2 separate regions of the Capsicum annuum genome follow, and region 2 is linked to region 1. A link is a contact called in public Hi-C data. All regions are on one chromosome and are shown on one strand. The core of a region is the stretch at or near the end of the contact, and the rest is flanking DNA. Distances in the headings are between cores, read along the strand shown. Region 1 has its middle 14 kb from the start of LOC124898304. Region 2 has its middle 70 kb from the start of LOC124898304.

Region 1 (5,584 bases), core at 1,814-4,313:
AAATATACTTTTACTGTTGTGAAATTTAATAAAAATATTCCTTGATCAAATATACTTTTACTGTTGTGAAATTTAATAAAAATATTCCTTTTTTTATCGATTGTTGAACCTGACCTGTTAAATTCCAACGTGGCATTATATTTGAGTGAAATAAAAATAATCCTCTTTTTAACGGTTGTCCAATATAAGCTGTTAAATTCCAACGCGGCATTACATTTGAGTGAAACAAAAATAATCCTTTTTTTTTTAACAATTGTTCAACATGATCTGTTAAATTTCAACGTGGCATTACATTTGGGGTGGGGTGGATACTACGTGATGCCACCTCAGCACCAAATTCTTTTTCTTTTTCATTTTAAATTTTTCTTCTTTTTTCTTTTCCCTTCTTCCATCAAGACCCGGATTTGACAATCTCTTTATCGTCTTCAATGGCAGAAAAAGTTTCAAAATAGCAAACTGAAAAGAATTAACACTGAAACCCCCTCCCAAAGTCACACCTTTTCACCATTAACCCTCTTAATTTTCAAGAAAATACCGCTTCCCAAATACTGCAAGACAACCCATTATCAAAATAAAAGAACTCCTCCAAAAATCCTCACCTACACCCACATACCAAAATCCAAGCAACCAACTTTAACAAGAACATACAACTTTAGAACACCAAGAAACAGTTCATTAGAATAAAATGTACAGCCACTAAAATCAGCAAAATTGTGCAAATGGATCCAAAACAGTTGAACAGTAATAAATATTAACGTGTAGTACAGAAAGTGGGGCAAGAGAAGTTGGGTATATGAGAAGTTACGGTGCTCAATCGGTTCATCACAGCTGGCGGAGGTGGTGGTGATGGTAGAGGAGGTGAGAATGATGGATCTGCTGGGTTTCAAATCTGGCAACGGTGATGGCAGCGATGGTTGTAGCAGAGACGGAGAAGGCGACTATAGTGGATTTGGTCGGAAGTTTGGATTTATTTAATTAGATAAAAGAAAAAATGAAAGAAAAAGGAAAAAAAAAAATTACGAATCAAAATTTTGGTGGAGGCGGCATGCCACAAAACACTTATCTCACTCAAATATAATGTCACGTTGAAATTTAATTGGCCATGTTTGACTATAGTTAAAAAGAGAAATAATTATTTTAAGTTTCTTAACGAAAAAAATACACTTGATACAATAGTACGACTAGAGGTAAATTTAATCACTAAATTAAGGTAGAGGAATATTTTTGATCATTTTCGTTTATGATGATGTTGTATAATAAGAGTAAAAGAGCAAACAGGAGTTCGTCAACACGTCTATTTATTGATTCATTCAACTGCTTACTTCGTGATTTTATTATGTCATTCTTAATTAGTCATTACTGTATATTATTTAAGTATTACAAAAATAATAATATTTAATAAAAAAATAAAATAAATATTTATGACATGTTAGTTTTAGTCGTAATTTTATTATATCACAAGTAATTAATTATTTTAAGTCATCTAAATATTAAAAAAAATTATAAAATTATTTAAGCATTAAAAATTAATAATATCTAATGTTAAATTAACTTGACGTATTATATGAGGTCCATTTAATTTTTTTTTTTACAATTATTTTTTGTAATAATTTTGCTATATCACTTTTTTTTTTACAATTATTTTTTGTAATAATTTTGCTATATCACTTTTAATTAGTTGTTGTAAGTCATTTAACACATGTCTGCTTCGCTACTTCAACCGTGATCTTAGTATATCATTTCTAATTAATTATTATGATAATCTAAGCATTAACTTAAATTGAAATAGAAGAAAAAATATTGTAAATCACAATAATTTAAAATTTAAATTATTTTAAAAATATAATTGACTATTAATGTTACAAAAGTTTGGATAAGGAGATTAACATATGAATGTATTGTAAATTACAATAGTTAAAAATTTAAAAACCTACAAAAATTAATTAATCTGTTATATATTACAAAATAATACGTAAAAATACTATATATCACAATAATTAACAACCTAAAAAATTTAAATGATTTGATTGACTCTCGAAATCATATAAATATCACTTAAATTGAAACAGAAGAAAATTATTAATCACAATAATTTAAAACTTAAATTTAAAAAAAAATATATATAATTGACTATCAATGACACAAAAGTTTGGCTAGGAAGAGGAGTGTCTATTATTTCTAAATTATATTAAAAATATTATAAATTACAATAGTTAACAACTTAAAATATTTAAAAACATATTAAAATATGATTGATTATCTAAATTCTATTTCTGTCGTATAAATTAAGACAAAAAAAATATATACTGAGCCTGTGTTATTTGAAAATGGTAATATATGCCCACCAAATTTTGCTTTTCACGCTCTTTATTAATTTATACATTTGTACAGTTAAATTTTCAAAAATTTTGATCGTGAATTAAATTTTCAAACGAAACTATATATTTGAATAATAAATCACAATAATTGCTAATTTAAAATACTTCAAGAATTTATGTAAAAATTATTTTGAAAAATAAATTTATTTAAATTTCAAAATTCAAAAAATGTCATATTAATTAATATAATTATTGTCATAATATTAATTTGAAATAAATATTGAATAGTGCTTTACACGGACTTCTTGTAACTAGTTATGGAATAAAAATATAAGTATTAAACTAAAATTAACAAAAATGCCCTCACGCTGCTTCAATTTATTTCTTCTTTTGTTTTTTCTTGAAAAAAATAAGGAAAAAAAATAAGAAGTTAAAAGGAGAAATAATATCTATGCTATTTGTTTTTTTTTTTTTCACTATGTTTTTTATGGAGTAAAATTTGACTAGAAACGCGTGGCACTATGAGGAGAATCAACATAAGGATCTGTTATGACAATAAGTACAGAAGGTGTGAGAAATCTTTCTCAAGTTAATGGCAGCAAAAGTGCCTTCACATAAGGGATAAGAACTCAATGGATCGTCAACCTCGATGACATATGAAGCACAAATAGGAGATCAATTTATTAGCCTGCTCTTATACGCAGACAAATTTGTACAGAGCTGAGCAGTGTAGGAATTATTCGTTGGTTTAGTAGCGGGTCGAACACGTGTTGCACACGTGCCACGACATCAAATGTTTTAATTCTTTTAGGGTTATACCGTCGAATTTTAATTAGCCAAAGCTTAATATTATAATATATAAATAGTTTCCTCATTTTTTAAAGAATATGAGTATCTGTTATCTTGCTCAATATTATGATTTTTTTCGGTCTTCAAGTAATTTTTATTCCTGACTATTTATCTAGTTTAGTGGTAATCTTATTCCGTCAATAACTCGGTCAACATGGGGTTGATCTTGAATGTCCTCATTTTTGCTCCGGGCTTTCTTGGATTAGTTTGTTTTATTTGTCTTATTTCGTTTACTGTATACTTTGTTCATTTTCATTATCACCTAATTATAATCGAACTGCTAGTAAATCAAACCTAAAACAAAGTTAGATCGTAGTGCATGCATGTGTCTCACCTGCAATTTTAAGTGTTTCAAATCCATGATAAATAATTTGCATTGCTAATTTTTACCTAACTAATAAAAATATATTGAATATGTTGTTGTTGTTTGTTTTAATTTCACCTAACTTATATTCGATCAAACAATCTTTATAGTTTAACTATTATATTTTTTTGTTGTATTTTTCAGTTATGTAGTCGTAAACGTCGAGAGAAGTTATAACTCGTTATTCCTCTTAAACTAATTTCAGTAGACTTAAACAACTCGTTAATCCATATCAATTTTTTAGTGGGAACAGACTAAAAACTTTTTAACAACTTTAATCTCTTTTCCAAATAAGGCTTGCCAAATACACCCTTAAGGACCCTTGTCATTGAGTGGGGTTATTCATAATAATGCGTTTTTTTATTTCAGCGTCTGATATAGACTTGCAACTATAACCACAAGATTTTTCTTTTTTACCCGTGTGGGGTTTTAATGTACTTTACCACAATAATCGAGGTTAACTTACAGTCCATCTCTTCTAAAACTAGTTAGAAAAAATTACATATATTAACAACCTTAAAACATTAATTATAAGTAATAGTAATAGTTTAAACCAGTTAACGGGATCGGGTCAGGTCAATTCGAAATTGACCTGTCACTTTTAACCGGGTTGTGGGCTGGTCTAATTTCGGGCTTGGTTTAACGAGCCGGTCCAGTTCCGAGCCAACAGTAAATTTTCAAGAGATAACTCGGGATCGGTCCATTACACCTAACTCAGGTAAACCCAGTCAAAACCGGTTACAAAAAAAAATAAAAATTAAAAGTTTTTCTCCAATATACACTATATATACCAATCTATATACATTTTAAATACGTTAAACAATATATATACACTCTATATATAGTATATACTACATTAGAATTTAAAAAACATATACACGTATACACAATTACACATGTAATCATGTATACGACTATGTGTTAATTAAATATATATACTACTTTAAATAAAACATATACTACAATATATATACTAGTTTATAAAACATATACACATATATACGTTAAATATATACTATTTTAGAGTCTATAGAAAAGATATACACATATATACGTACCATTCAATAAATGTACTACTTTAAATAAAACATATACTACAATAAATACACACACTATATATATAGTTATATACTACTTTATAAAACATATACACATGTATACCTTAAATATATACTATTTTAGAGTCTATAAAAAATATATACACATATATACGTACCATTCAATATATGTACTATTTTAAATAAAACATATGTTACAAGATATATACTACAATATATATACTAATTTATAAAACATATACACATGTATACGTTAAATATATACTACTTTAGAGTCTATAGAAAATATATACACATATATACGTACCATTCAATATATGTACTATTTTAAATAAAACATATACTATAAGATATATACTACAAGATATATACTACAATATATATATATATACACACACACACATGTATACCTTAAATATATACTACTTTAGAGTCTATAGAAAATATATACACATATATACGTATCATTCAATATATGTATTACTTTAAAAAATATGCTACTTAATATAATAAATTAATAATACTTGAGGTTTTGAACTTAAAAGAAATTTATTTTTTCATTATGTGTATATATGATTATATGTTTGTTATGTTTAAATTTTAACTATCTATTACTTAGTGTAAAGTTTGATAGTAAATTAGTAATATATTAAAACTAAGTATTTAATTTAAACTAGAAATTCAATTTAAATCATTAAATGAAAAAAATTTATAAAGTAAGGAGTGAATGAATGTTATATTTTATTGATTGCAAAATAATTCAAAATTTATAATGTACATGAATGAAAAATCTTCAAAGTTTTCCTCATTTTTTCCAACTCATCCATGTTAACATTAACGGAAACTTGCATAGGATAGTCAAAATCAATGGGGGCAAAATCATGCATTGAACTTGATTGTGCTGAGTTCTCCCTTGAAGTCATAATTTCTTCAAGATTCTATTCGTCTTTCGGCTACACCTCCTTTCCTTGATTTCTTCATTACGCTCTAATCCA
Region 2 (5,584 bases), core at 1,578-4,077, 84 kb after region 1:
TTCATAACAGTACCACTACCAGACCTACTAAGTACATTACGATTGCCAAGGGTTGCTAATCTAGTACACGTTGAGAGAGAAGTCCTTCTAGTAGATATAACCTCATCCTTGTTTGCATACAAAGCACCCTGGAGTACTACAGGAGGACATAACAAAGTAGTAGGATATTACATCATATTTAAGCTACAACCTTCATTGGCCAAAAAGTCGGCCACCTTATTGCCCTGTCTGAAATTATGGTGCACTGGCGGTGTCCCCAACTTCTTCAATATTAACCCGCAAGATGAAACAATAGCATCATAAGGTGAATGAGAGTGTTGTAGGAGACGGATGACCTCAGTAGAATCAGTCTCAATTTCCAGAGGGCTAGTTTAATAGTCTCTTGCTAGTATGAGGCCTTGTTCAAGTGCCTGTAATTAGCCATAGTATAGCTATGAGGAGGAGTATTCATGGCATATCACACTACCCAATTTCTTGCTTCATCATGGATAACACCTCCAATACCAGCTTTGTTAGAGTTTTGTTTGAAAACTCTATCTGTGTTTATCTTATAATGGCCCCTTTTGGGAGGATGCCATTAAACTTGGACAAGGGTGCTTCTGCTGGAAGGAGTGGTATGATTAGAGTAAGAGAATTCAGAGGCACAATAATAACATATGTGAGGTATAAAGGGGGGAAAGGGTGTTTGGGAGTAGGTTGAAAGAGATGAGCATTACGATTCAATTAAATAAACCCTAAGGTGAAACGGTAGAAATAGTCTAGGGAAGTCTAGTGTTTGATATGGGAACATTTAAGTTGTTAAGATTTAGGATCCAGTGGGTGGAAGCTGTAAGAATTCCATGCATGTTGAGCCCTATGTCTAACCAATATTTCTTGGCTGATGGACATTCAAAAAAGAAATGGTGGATGGTTTCCTATGAGCACAAGGGGCATGAAGCATTAAGAATGATTCCTATGTAAGAGAGATATGAGTTGGTGGGAAGTTTCTCATGAGAGCACAACCATAGGAAAAATTTAATTTTTAGAAGTGTAGGCAAAGTCCAAATCCAATGAAAGGAGTAAGGTAGGGGTATGAGGGGGATTACCAGATAGATATGGGCAAAGAGATTTAGTGGTAAATATACCGTTAGAGTTTAGGGCCCAGTAGGGAGCATCTGGAACATGAGGTCGAAGAGACAAAAATGTTACCTTTTGTAAGATTTCCAAGTGTTAAGTAATGGGGAGCTTATTCCAATTCCATCCGTTATAATGTGATCCTTGTCCAAGAACTCTTCCATAATCTTCACAGAAGTCGTAGTTCTAAGCCAAACATACTTCTTAAAATCCATATCGAAAAAGACTTTGATCGTCTCGAATAGTCTTTCGTCCACCTCACACTAAGTTACTTTAAATTTTTGTCTAAAATTACCATCTCATTCTATATTATATTAGTACTAGCAACATTGCGGTGTTAGTTAATGGGACCAGAACTCACTTCTTCTCTCCATCACGAGGGATACGCAAGAGGGAGCCTATGTGCCCATATATTTTTATTCTATGTTTAGAGGTTCTCTCAAATTATATAAACCATAAAGTTGATATCCTCAAATGGGATCCCATTACCATCTCCAGTAGGGGCCCTCATTTCTCATACCTTTTCTTCACAGGTGATTTAACTCTTATAGCTAAAGCTAACACTAAGACTATTCATACTATCCATCATGTCCTTTTTACCTTCTGTAGTCTCTCAGGCCAGCGGGTTAATGCTACCAAATATAGAGCTGTTTTCTCCCCTACCTGTAATACCGATATTTGTGCGTCCTTTTTACCTTCTGTAGTCTCTCAGGTCAGCGGGTTAATGCTACCAAATCTAGAGCTGTTTTCTCCCCTGCCTGTAATACCAATATTTGTGCTTTGGTTCACCAACTGCTAAACATTAACAAATCAATAAATTTTTGATGTTACTTGGGTTTCCCAATATTACAAAAGAAACCCACACCTAAAGATTTCCAGTATCTAATTGACAATTTCCGTAATAAACTTGCAACCTGGAAAGTCCATTATCTTGATTAATCAAGTTGGTCGTCTGACCCTTATTCGATCCTTCCTTAATGCCATCCCAACTTATTCCATGCAATACTTCCTCCTCCCTCTTTTGACTTACAAGCAAATTGATAAAATCTAAAGGGGTTTTTTATGGGGTACCAGTTCGAAAAAAAGAAGCTACATTATGCTAATTGGAATACTGTCGCATCTCCTAAAAGTAAAGGGGGGTTGGGGCTGCTCAAAGCCGAAGATAAGAACCTATCCCTCCCTTTCAATCTCTCTTGGCGGTTATTTAGTGTTCCTACTACCCTTTGGGACTCCACTCTAATCCAAAGGTATGGAAGCAGTAGGGCCCACGCAAGGTCTTCTTTTATCTGGAACAATATTCTCATAGGAGGGAACTTATGTACAAACCGTATCACTTGGGCTCCTGGGATGGGCCATATGATTAATTTATAGAATTTTAGATGGCTCCCCAGTTCCCCCTCTCTTAGATCCCTAATCCATGGTCCTCTCACCCAACAAGAACACCGTCTTAAACTCTGTGATGTTTGGTCAAATAACGGATGGAATTGGAGTAAGCTCTCTATTATTTAATACTGAAAGGTGGAAGAAACGAGTGTTTGCATCACCTTCGCTATGCTAGTCAACTCTAGAACGAATCTTCCAATGATCTTCCGTTATAAGAATAGAGTTATAATCATTGATAAGGTTTTTCTCTAGAGTTTTAAGGAAGAAACTAAAAGGATACTACTTTGAGAGCACTCCAGCTAGAAACTTGTTTCTTAAAATCCATAGAGGCATTAGTGAAGCTTTTCCCTTGCCAGGTACTGGTAACTATGCCCCTAAAGACAGGATGAGAGGGCCAATAGCCTTCTATACGAAAGTTCTTGGTCAAAAGAGTATAAATATTATAGGTGAGACGAATGAGGAGAGGATGATGATCGGAATACATTTTGGGAAGGTAAGTAACTGAAGCATTGGATTAATAACGTAACTAAGGGTGGTTAGCAAACCTTCGATCCAATTGTTCTAAAATTAACCCTCTTTGTTTTTTCTGACGGTTAGACCATGTGAAGCGGCAACCCTTAAAACCTAGATCGATAAGATTACACTGGGTAATACATCATTGAAATCTAGAGCCACGAGTATGATTTAGGGTATTTTTCCCCATTTATCTTGGTGGGACAAAATCTCATTGAAATCTCCAACTATACTCTAAAGATCAGTAGTTGAATAGGGATGTAAGCTCCTAGAGATTGCTAGTAGATTTTGCCAGAGAAGTTGACATTTAAGAGAGTTAGTACTAGCGTAAAATACACTCAAACATCAAGTTTTATGATTTGGGAGTACCTTTATCATGGCATGTAATTCTTGGTCAGAGTAGCTAAGGTGAGTTACAATAATAAAGTCAGTGTTCCAAAGGAGAAGATTGTGAAGCAGCTGGTGGTTCATGTAGTTTGCCATGGCCAGCTGCATCCCCTCCATTATCAACTGCAAAAGAAAGCTCAGATTTTGGATAATGATCAGGGTGTTCACTCCATGAATGTCCATGGTTAGGAAGACTGCTTAATCCTTTAATGCATGCTCAATTCAAGATTGGGTTTGATGACTGGGAAGGATTATTTGAGTCGCTACCACAAAAGAGTGTTGAGCTACTTGTGGAGGGAGATGTGGGTGAGTGATCATGACTAAAGATGGGAGAGTAATTTTGTGGAGTGGACTTATGGATATTTTTGTTTGTTGAGTAGAATCAATTGATGAAGCATTGTTGTAGATGTCTAAAGTCTTGGTTATATCAAAGGTGGAGTGAGAGTTTTTGTATGATGATTGCATATCTTTTAGTTGAGATATATAGGGTCCAGGATTGGTTATAGGGATTAGAGTAGTATCAGATGGAGGGAGTGAGGAAGGATTATAATTTTCAATTTGCAGGTTCTTTTGGCGAGAAGACGATGCCATTTGGCATAGCCCTTTTTCCATTTGGAAATTATTTTTGATTGGAGGGGAGTAATTTCTTTCTACGTAGCCTAAACAGCTGGCAGTAGGAGCATAAAGGGCTAGATTACAGCTGGACAAGCTGGGAGAGTGGGACACATTTCTCACATGCATCTGTTTTAAGAGAGCGCGTCAATTCTCGTTAGTAACACAGATGCAGCTGGTTGGGAATGGTTTTCTTTAGGGTGTAATGATGTATGAATTTCGTTCAAGATATATTAAGATGGCTCTGCTAATTCCCCATAGGTTTGGTCTAAGGGAGCAAATTTATTAGGTGTAGAGAGAGGAGCGGGTATAACATTAGTAGCATGCATGTGGCAGTGTAACTTGGAAGATGAAGAGTTAGAAATAGAACCACTAGTAGGTTTGAAAGCTAATTTCTAGGTATAAAGGAATTTACCTGTCTCTGCAGAATTTTTTTAACATCAGTACCTGTTGATTCCTTGTGAGATTCTGACCTTACCCGAGGAATGAGATCTTTTAGATGGAGTGACCTTAGCATTTTTCTTGAAAGACACCGTGTGCCATTCCTCAGTCTGGACGGATGGAGTCTGTTCTTTGTTAGAATTGGCTTTTTTTGTTGTTGTTAACCAGATGGCTGAGTTGCTTTTGAAGGGTGAGGATAATTTTTTTGGACATGGCCAAGTCGACCTCAGTTTTTGTAGAGGAAATCATCTCCTTCATATACTAAGTGTTGTAGATATAAACTGATTCTGATTTGGGTGGTAAAAGGTTCCTCTAAGGAAACTCCAACACAATCTGGCATAACTTTCTCATAAAGTGGAACTCGTACATCTATCAACCTTCAGTAATTTACCTATCACTCAACCGATTTGTTGGAGTTGTGTGCTGTCATAATACTCTGTTGGGAGGTGAGACAGCCTAATCCAAATGGCAGAATAGGTTTGTTTTGCGTTTTGAGGCGGAAATAGGGTTCCCCTTTTCTGGCTGATAATTGGTGACCATTAATGAACCAAGGGCCGTTTAGTAGGGCATTATCCATGTTTTCATTAAGAGAGAATTCAATGATGTAATAGTCAAGTCCCAAGTCAATGAGAGGAAAATTTTTGAATGACTTCCATAGTTCTTGAATTTTTAATTTTAGATATTGATGTAAGATTCGTTTGCCTAATAGTTTAATGACAAGGGACGTTTTTCTTGGTGCATAAAGGCGTTCTTTATCATGTGATGTGAGGGAAATTGATTTAATGCTATTGATGATTTCAACTGTAGCTAAAGAAGGAGTTTCAGTTCTATCTTTGTTTGAAGTATGATTGATCATGTCAAGATCAATGATGGATTCAGTGGATAATAGTTTGCCTTGAAAGTATTAGTTGAAGAGGTAGTGTCAGTAGGGGGATTTGGTGGCTTTGGAGGAATATGAGTTGCAGTTGTATCAGTAGGATTTACAGAAGAGTCAGAATCTTTTTTTTTTTGGTAAGCAAGACATTCATTAAATAAAGTTGTACAAGCAATTACACAGATTAGTCTGGTTTCATCATGAACACAGATGGAGTTTTCCCAGAGGCCAAAAAATTACAAGGAGCATTTCTAACAAAAA

Evidence for each region. Hi-C and Micro-C count contacts between places; a contact is called where the count stands out from the background.
Region 2: a contact with region 1 is called in a Hi-C map of leaf, with 1.7 times the contacts expected there. The contact joins two enhancer-like sites. A contact is called at or near these places in 2 of 5 Hi-C or Micro-C datasets (bud and leaf).

The regions. Positions count from the first base shown.
Region 1 is chr1:158,125,243-158,130,826 of UCD10Xv1.1, forward strand. No RefSeq gene overlaps it. Among protein-coding and RNA genes, the nearest start is that of LOC124898304, 14 kb to the right of the region's middle. Within about 2 kb of position 3,064, at least 5 of the 5 cell types and tissues checked have an H3K27ac peak or open chromatin away from gene starts, as enhancers often do. A contact at or near this core is called in bud and leaf, where this site is marked.
Region 2 is chr1:158,209,939-158,215,522 of UCD10Xv1.1, forward strand. No RefSeq gene overlaps it. Among protein-coding and RNA genes, the nearest start is that of LOC124898304, 70 kb to the left of the region's middle. Within about 2 kb of position 2,828, at least 4 of the 5 cell types and tissues checked have an H3K27ac peak or open chromatin away from gene starts, as enhancers often do. A contact at or near this core is called in bud and leaf, where this site is marked.